Regions from separate parts of the Mus musculus genome. Here region 1 is linked to region 2. Evidence: chromatin contacts called from public Hi-C data. All regions are on one chromosome and are shown on one strand. The core of a region is the stretch at or near the end of the contact, and the rest is flanking DNA. Distances in the headings are between cores, read along the strand shown.

Evidence for each region. Hi-C and Micro-C count contacts between places; a contact is called where the count stands out from the background.
Region 1: a Hi-C map of uterus shows a contact between it and region 2, with 4 times the contacts expected there. The contact joins two enhancer-like sites. A contact is called at or near these places in 1 of 484 Hi-C or Micro-C datasets (uterus) and 2 of 115 datasets of contacts at active chromatin or transcription factors (bone marrow-derived macrophages and embryonic stem cells).

The regions. Positions count from the first base shown.
Region 1 is chr13:29,768,465-29,773,229 of GRCm38.p6, forward strand. The region is part of intron 5 of Cdkal1 (CDK5 regulatory subunit associated protein 1-like 1); the gene reads right to left. Among named protein-coding and RNA genes, the nearest start is that of Cdkal1, 85 kb to the right of the region's middle. Within about 2 kb of position 1,352, at least 115 of the 459 cell types and tissues checked have an H3K27ac peak or open chromatin away from gene starts, as enhancers often do. A contact at or near this core is called in uterus, where this site is marked.
Region 2 is chr13:29,189,600-29,194,152 of GRCm38.p6, forward strand. It overlaps a transcript of Cdkal1 not described here. Among named protein-coding and RNA genes, the nearest start is that of A330102I10Rik, 180 kb to the left of the region's middle. Within about 2 kb of position 3,247, at least 3 of the 459 cell types and tissues checked have an H3K27ac peak or open chromatin away from gene starts, as enhancers often do. A contact at or near this core is called in uterus, where this site is marked.

The DNA of each region.
Region 1 (4,765 bases), core at 102-2,601, 580 kb after region 2:
GCAGCAGCATTTACACCTTGTAGGAGAGACATCAAGTCAGCCCCCAATAAACAGACTCTGTTCCTTTCTTACAGAGCTGTAAATCTGTTGAGAGCAACAATGGACTGCATCCAAAAGAAAGAAAATCACACTGCGTCTCCTGGCCTCTTTCACATGCAGGTGGTTCTCTCATTGAGGGTCCAGACAAGAGAGACAAATACTGGTATTGAGTAGAACTTTCTAGAAAGCACCTTTGAAAAAGAGGTACTTTCACCTGGCATAGTCCTCTTTTACTTCCTACTTTTGGGCAAACAGGTGTTGTAGCTGGGAAGCATAACTGTTTGACACCATAAGGAAAGAGCCACTGATAATACAAACACCTCAGCCTCTCAGATCCCACAACCGGTAAACCCAACTAACAACTTGGTAACTGTGGAGTTGGCACTATATCAGGAAACTAAATCCCCCTACCTTATTTAAGCCTCTATTTATTAGGTTTTATATGACATTTTCTGAAGTTAAGTGCAAAGTAATACAATCTAATAAGAAAGAGATACAGAAAAGGTTCTTAGAAAATCCACAGAGGAAGACATTTGTATGATGGAGGCAGAGGGCAGAGGGGATCAGGAAAATAAATGTCCAGAGAAGCAAATATACAAGTCAGTCCATTCATTTGTTCAAGGATCACCTTCCTCCACTGTATGAGCCACTGACACTGAGGGCTGAGGGGACACAGGCAAGAAGAATCTTATAACAGAGTTACCATAAGGGGAGGACACCCAACCAGCACTGGACTGTGCCTACCCCTTCTTTCTACTACTCATCATGAAGTTACAAAGGAAAATGAACTCTGAGGAGGATTCATATCATGGCTATTACCTCAAAATCCTAAAGTATTCACCAGCCAAAAGCTGGGCTACATATTGCCTGAAGATTGTATTTTTCCTCCACTGCCACTCTAACCAATTTTCCCAAACCTCAAAAAAGTCAGTGTACTATCTAGGCAACTAACTTCATTAGTGTGCTCCAAAGAATACCCAAAAGTATAAATATTCCATATTTGGATAGCATGTGCTAAGTGGAAATGTGGTTTGTTTGTTTGTTTGTTTTCTTTTTCTATCTATTATCAGCTATTAACAACTCTATGGAAAAATTAAGAAATATCAGGTTTGTCATACTTGCAGAATAAAATAGGGAGAAAGTCTTTTCTGGGCTGTTTATAAACACACAAGATTTAGGAGAATGTCATTCAAACCAAAACAACAGGAAATCACTCTCGCTCAAAGATCGGGCTTAGATCACGGTGAGTTCCTCTCCAATCCTGCTAAAGCAAGTTTCTGCATGCCTTCCGGAGCCTCCGCCTACAGAGCTGTTAGGCCAGCGGCCAACACATATATTTAATTATGTAAGTATTCAGTGCTGTCAGCCAGCTGCTGCCGCTCTTAATACACTGACCTCTTTCACTCCTCCTCTTGCAGAAACCGGCAAAAACAAAGCAACAGTTGATGCGGCAGTAATCATGAAATATGCAAAATACTATTCTCCAAAAAAGGTTTCAGATAACTACACAATTCAGCTTTGCATTTTTAAAGTGATTTGCTCCCTCTCAAGTGCTTTTCTGTTCCTTCTTTGCAAATGCAATAACTGATCTAACTGGAAGTTCCTTTTTGTTTCTATACCTTAAAAAAGTCAACCATGAATTCAAGTATATTTTCTACTTTCTTGTCACCAAATTTCTCACTGGAACACACACGAGGCAATTGCCTTCCATCATTCCATCCATGTCTGTTCTGTGCTTACAGGACAAGCAACGGAACACATGGCCTATATGCCCATCACTCTCAGTCCTCGTTTTCAAAAGAAAAAAAAAAAAGTAAGTTTCATTTGATGTCCCTAGAAAGTCCATTCTGCCAGTAGTACCCTCAATTCCAAAGTAGCTCCAAGGGCTGGGCAGGTAGCAAAGCCCCCAGAACAGCAGAGAGCAGACTAAACAGAACTGAGACACATAAATAAATGCAAACAAAACAAGTCCACACATGGGGGATGATAACCAGAGCTAACCGTGAACAACTCACCAGAAAAGTGGGACTTCATCAGCTCAGGTTAGCAGCACGTGTGCTACAGAGCTGAGGCACCTCACTGACAGTCTCTCTTTCCTCACAGAGCTGTGTCACCCCTCACTCTAGACCCTAAGGTACCAGGTTAACTTTCCCAAACAATTCCTTCCTGTCTTCTGTTGGCAGAGATCTGGTGGCTTTTTCTCACTCACAGAAACTATAAACAAGTTGATGTTCAAATGTAAGCCAGTGCTGTGGTGTTAATAGCAGACAACACGGGAGTGACAATAGCTTTGACTGGGACACTGACAGTGAGCTGAGAGACAGTGTCAGCAGGAGCATGAAAACTGAACTGAGGCAAATTAAACAAACATGCACACAGTGAGAAATAATCATGGTGTCTCAGACTCAGGCAAAAGACCATCGGTCCTTCCCTGTGACTCAAAATGACCCAGAAGTACAATCCAGAAAGTACCCTAGCTGGTTTAGTTGGGTAGAGAAAAAGGTCCTGACATTCACAGCCCAGAGCTACCAGCATGGCCAGGGGACTCCAAGGCACAAGGACTCATAATGTTGTCATAACATCCCTCAGGAAAGAAACTGGAGACCAACTGTGACCAAAAAAAAAAAAAGTAGGCTTTCACCTCTTCAGGACAAGAGAGGCAAGTTACTTCCTAGCCTCGACAAGGACCCACAGCAACCTTGTGGAACCATGCTCAAAGAACCTGTAAGTACCTTACTCTATAGGAGGAACAACAATATGAACTAACCAGTACCCCCAGAACTTCTTGAGACTAAACCACCAATCAGAGAAAACACACGGTGGGACTCATGTCTCTAGCTGCATATGTAGCAGAAGATGACCTAGTGGGCCATCATCAATGGGAGGAGAGGTCCTTGGTCTTGCAAAGATTCTATGCCCCAGTATAGGGGAATGCCAGGGCCAGGAAGAGGGAGTGGGTGGGTTGAGGAGTAGGGGGAGGGGGAAAGGTATAGGGGATTTTTGGAGAGGAAGCTAGAAAGGGGGATAGCATTTGAAATGTAAATGAAGAAAATATTTAATAAAAATTTTTAAAAACTCCCCCCCCCAAAAAAAAGATAAATCTAAGACAACAGTCTTAGAGTCAAAGACTCCATACAGAAGTTCTTCTTAGGCTGAGGCAATGGCTGGGAACCTGAATTCAATCCTTAGAACTGCTGTTTAAAAAGCTGTACATGGTAGTGTTTGCCTGTAACTGAACACTGGGGAGAGGGAGACTGAAGGACACCTGGGATCTCAAGGCCACACAGTCTACAAATCAGTAAGCTACAGGTTCCATTAGACACTCTGCCTCAAAACATAAGATGGAGAACAACTGTGTGAAATACCTAAGGTTAATCTCAGACATACAGCACACACACGGACACGGACCAGGACACGGACACGGACACGGACACGGACACGGGGGAGGGGATGAATTCACCTCAAGTTAATCGTTAACCTCCAAACTCAAAATCTACTAAACACCTAAATATTTGAATAAGTAATAAAAGAAATGTAATGTGCACCAATAGATGTTTGTTTGGAATCAAAAGATAGTTACCTGTGAAAGACTTGGGCTAGAAGGGAAATGATCTCCCGGGCCGTATTTTGATGTGTGCTACAAAGGCACCCGATTTGCCAAGCATGGTTAGCACATGGGTGGGAGGTGGGAGGACACACTGCAGGTCTTTGGATCTGAAGGAAAAGCTGGGGCTTTGGGATGGCGGTGAGGGACGCAGGTGGGGGAGTATGTGCAGACATCCTGTGTGCTTGCAAAATGTTACAGTCTGAAGGAAAGAGAGAATGACAGAAGGGAGGTGGGAGAGGTAGGCAAAGAACAAACAAAAGTATTTCATGTTGAGAAATTATGTCTTCTATCATGTAGCTGCAGGGTGAGAGACATGAAAGGGAATTTAAGGAGGCCAAACGATGAGGAAGAAAGCCAGCTCTGTTAACAGTGTAAAAGGTTACTATTATACTAAAGCAGAAGATGTTGGGGATAGAACAGATTCAATTCAAATGGCTTACAGCTGGCCCGGATAATTAGGGAGAGAATAGGACCATGCGGTTTGATGCTGTTTCGAGAAGAACACAACCCACCAGAGCAGGTAAATGCCAAGAGGCCTGGGCTAGAAAAGAAATGGGCTGAAGAGCAAGAAGGAATGGAAGAGGAACCAAAGAACCCTCCCGATGATGCCACCAGACAATACCACTAAACAGTGATGGCAAAGGTAACATGGAGAAAGAGTCTCCAGCACGGCAGGAAGCTGAGGCAGAGGATGGAAGGCTTAATTAAGGCCAGCGTGGGGCAGACAACGTGATACGTGCAAAGCTACACAGGCCAATACTCCCAACTAACGTCCCAAGAAAACCGGTGTGCCACAATGGCTGAAGCAACAAGACTGCTGCAGTGTAGGAGGGCTAAGGATTCACCACATCTGCAGCTTACACTGGAGACAACATAAAACTCAGACTCAAGCCAGGCACACAACTAGGTGAGGCAAAACACCTATGTTCAGGAAAACACAGAGCTAAAATCCAACTGTGGGCTGGGGAGAAGGCTCAGTGAGTGAAATGCCCACTGCTCACGCCTAACGACCCAGGTCTGGATCCCTAGAAGGCATGCAAAAGCCAAGCAAATGCAGAAGTGGCTGCACTCACACAACACTTTCTCCTTCCTTCCTACTCGTGTGTGTGTGTGTGTGTC
Region 2 (4,553 bases), core at 1,997-4,496:
AATTATTTTACACACTTCAGTGGCAGCTTGCCTGTCACAAGCCACTTTTATTGCCATGATATATTTCATGATAGATTTGTGGCTGCTGGGGACATCTTTAGGGGATAACATGGTTTAATGGTTAAGTCTCAGTGAGTAAATATGTAAGCACCAACATGTCACATGATACTCACACAGTGTCTGTGGACATTCAGTTCATGTGTGGGTACATATGCACACATATATGTATAGAGGTCAGGAGTCAACCTTGGTGTTTTTCCTCAGGTGACATTCTCTTGTTTTTAAAGACAGAATCTCTCACTGGTTTGTAACTTGGCCAGTAGGTTAGGGTGGCTGGCCAGTAAGCTCCAAGGAGCTGCTACTCGCCTCTGCCTCTCCAGTGCTGACACTATTAACACGCATCACCACGCTTGGCTTCTTACATAGGTTCTGGTGTAGGTGCTCACGGTCCCATGGCAAGCACTTGACCTTCTGAGTGTCTTCCTAGACCTGAGCAGAGACTTGTCAGCTCCTAAAGAATTCAGGCCAAATTCCAACATTTTCTTTGTTCCTTCACAGTGTGGAGTTCCCTCAGAAGCCTTGATGATATACTCTGAAAAGTGGGGCACATTATTAGTTACTTTTCTCAAGTTCAGAGGAAAGGCTTTGGAATATCAGGAAAGTTCATGACAGCGGGCTTGCAGGGACACGCAGAAGCATGGGATGGGTCTGATAAGGAGAACACAGACCTATTGCGTGGAGGACAGTATAATACATGTCTGTGAAACTTTGGAAAGTCTTGAGATCCATGCAGAAGACCAGGCCATTGGCCTCTACATTGTTATGGGATGTCTGTGGCCCTGCAGGATTAAATGGGCATAGTGTTAATTAGCTAGTCTGATCCCAAGTCATGATCTTTACTCTCTTGTTTCTATGAGTTTCTAGAATTTTTAGGGCCAAGAGGTAAGTTTTCACTTGCAAGAACAGTTCTTAGGAGAGAAAGGACATTGAAATGTCACTGTGACTGAAGCACGTCAGCCTTTGCTGTTATAAACATAATCACAGCCCTCACACCCAAGCCAAGTGGGGGAGAAGCCTAGAAAAGCATGAGGTGTCTTAAGTGCTCACTTAGAGATGCACTCTACAAATAGCTCGGCAAGCATTCCTCAGTGGAGAGCTATATGGACACCAGATGCTGTTAGCAGCTCGTGACCTGGGAACCAGGAATAGGCACCGTAGCAATACACATTAATCCAGCTACAGCCTTCAGGCCCCCTCGTAGTCTCAGTGAGAGCATTCTTCTCTCCGGGGTGGATGCCTTCTGGTTCTTGCTGTTTGTATTCTTAGGCTGTGAGCATGAAGCAAGCGGGTTGAGTTTATGCTACTAAGCTCTAGAAAATTAGTAAAATGAATGTTGGGATGCAGATTCTCTGGGTATTTTAACTATCATGATCCCTTAGTAGAACACCTAAGGGTGAAATGTTTGGAAATGTCACTGTGATTTTCCATATTTGTTCATCTTTCAACAATTGATCTGGTATATGACTATTTGTTTCTAGTCCCTAGCGTGTTCTCTCTCTCTCTCTCTGTCTCTCTGTCTCTCTCTCTGTCTGTCTCTCTCTATCTCTGTCTCTCTGTCTCTCTGTCTCTCTCTCTCTCTCTCTTTCTCGGGTGGGAGTCAAAGGATAACTCTTGGAGGTCCTGGGAATTGAACTCAGGTCATTAGGCTTGGTGGCAATCACCTCTTCCCGTTGAGCTACCTCACCTGTTTCCTAACGTTTTCAAGAACCTCACACAGACACCACCCTTTCAGCGGTAACTCACAAATGGTGGGTTTACATTAAACTGCCACAAAGCTTCTTCTAAACGCCTGGAGTTGCATGTTCTTTGACTTCTCCTTTTAATTATGGTGGACTGGGAACTTTTCCAGATTTTGTGACATGTACCCAGGCATGTTAATCGTCCAAGTTACCATCGGGAGAAGGTTTGTTGCAAGTTATCATCAGGAGAAGGTTTGTGCAGCACCTTCACCGTTTTGCTGGTGCTCTCCTGGGTGAGCAGGATGGAGTTATCCCCAGCCAAGGATCAGGCCAGGGCTTTATCCATGTGTACCACATGACAGAGTCATCGCTGTCACTCCGCTTCCCATAGATACAACACGTCCTTGACTATATATTATCCTTTATTACAAGTCAGGGGTCAGCACATTTTTGTTTTTCTTTCTGTTTTCCAGTGAACAGCCAAACAGCAAACACTTTGGGGGGTCTCTACAAACCACACAGGAAAAAGCACATTTTGTTCCTTGCCAGTTGCAACTGCCTTTGCCTTTCACTTTCCTGGGAGGAATTGTTCATCTGCTTCAATTGTTCAGCTCTGCCACTGCAGCCCATCCTTAGGCATAGATGATGTGTAAATAAACGAGCATGGCTGTGTTCTAATAAAACTTTATTTATAAAACAAAGCCATGGACCAGCTTTACTGAAAAGGCTGTAGTAAGCTGGCTCTTTGTATCTATGGCATATACATATATAAATTAATATTTTAATAGCCCATTACTTTGCTTATTATTACTAATTATTATAGTGTGTATGATGTGTGATTGGAGAATAGACACACATGTGTGGATGGCAGAGGACAGCTCTAAAGAGTCAGTGTCCTTTAGGTCCCAGGGGTCAAGCTCAAGTCATCAGGATTGTGTGGCAAGAGTTTATGTGCTGTGCCCTCTCACTGGCCCCTGTCATTATCTTAGAGCTGTTGGCATTGGCATTTATTTCTCACTGCATGACAGACAGATCGGACCAGTGTAGTGTAGAGTCATTCTATATGTAGATAATGGAGACTCATTGATATCTTCCTGATAGGATCAATCAGAAAGTGAGTGGAGACACAGACACAGCCTCTTAGATCCAATGTTTGCTGTTGTGTCAGTGTTTTCCAGAACACGTCTCTCTCCGTGTAGCTGGCAAGAAAAAAGACATTCTGGAGTCACATGTGTTTGAGAAACTCCACATGACCCGAGCTTAAGAAGGCCTTCTGTGTTTGTTATGAATCCCCAAGTAGGGATTAAAGTCTGATAAGTTTTCCAAACATTTTGGATGCCAGATCATTTTAAGGTTCTCATCAAAGAAGCTCTTAGAACCCATGCTTCTCACATTGGCTTCTGGAAAAACCTTCACTGAGCAAAACCACAAACTACAGAGAGGTCATTCAGGGAAGAAATACCAACCTGAAGCCCTGGATTAGACAGAGCACAGGTTCTGATCAGGCCTTGACCCAGTGAAGTGACAACTGACAGGACCTGTCACATCCTAGGCCCGAGTTCAGTCAAAGTCTCCGCACATAACTGCCTCTGCTGTTTTTCCTTCTAAGAGGAATTGCTAATCTGATTGGTGACCGTCCAAATGGAAGGTTGGCCTTTTTCTCTAATAACTTCTTCAGTGGAGGACATAGGCTCTGGCTGAGATGCAACACACAGTTTGGTTGAAGTTCATATTTCATGAAGAAACACTTCTTTTTATGATGTCAAGTGCAGGCTGTTTTATTTGAGTCAATCAAAGAACTTCTATCCCTGGAGAAACATTTTGGTAATGTTTTGAAGGCATTATGACTGGGAACCCAGAGATACCTGTGCCATAACTATGAACATTTCACCTCCCTACAGGATTTCGCAGTGAGGATGACCAGGAAATAGTACCATCATGCTCTTACCAATTAAAATCCACATTACTGGTGACACAAGTGTTATCAAACTCGAACAATGGCTTCTTTGACAAAACCAGATAGGAGTCCGCACACAGTTGAGGCCCACAGACTAAGTGAGGCCTTCACTTCACCCTTATCACCAAACCCATGGGTACAGCCCACAAACTCACGTCATGTGAGGATCTAGAGCCTAATACCATGGCTGACCCCCAAGGGATTCTGATTCAACTACTGAAGAAGTGTTGAACTTCTGTAGTTCCGTATCGTAAGTATAAAGACCTTCCTCCAGACCCACCACTGAGACCTGTGTAATGGTTCTGGACCAGGACAGAGGTGTGTTAATGGGGGTCGTGATGGAGAACTGTTTGGGTAGGAAGGAAGATTGCAAGTGAAGAGGAAAGGTGTCCCATCAGGCAGCTGGGGTAAATGGAGAAGTCAGTTGTGTAAGTTTCCATTGTGTTGCTATGACAAAGTGCCTGACAAAAGTGACATGAGTAAGGAAGGTTTACTCTGTCTCAACAGTGTAAGGTCACACTCAGTCACGGAGGAGAAGGCATGGTGGCAGGATCTTGTGGTAGCCGGTGGCACTGTGTCCACAATCAAGAAACAGAGAGAGAGAGATGGATGTTGCTGGTTCTCATTTCTCCCTTTTGTTTGGTCAGAGGCCCCATGGATAGTGCCATTCACACTCAGGGTGGGGCGTCCCTACTGTGTTAAAGTTTCCTGGAAAAAACTCTCACTGACACATCCAGAGGTGTGTTTCCATGGTGATACTAAATCCAGCTGAGTTGACAATGAAGAGTCACTAGCATGTCATAGGGGCCACTCACTTTCACTGGGAACTTGTGTTTCACAGAGGAAAATCGCAACCA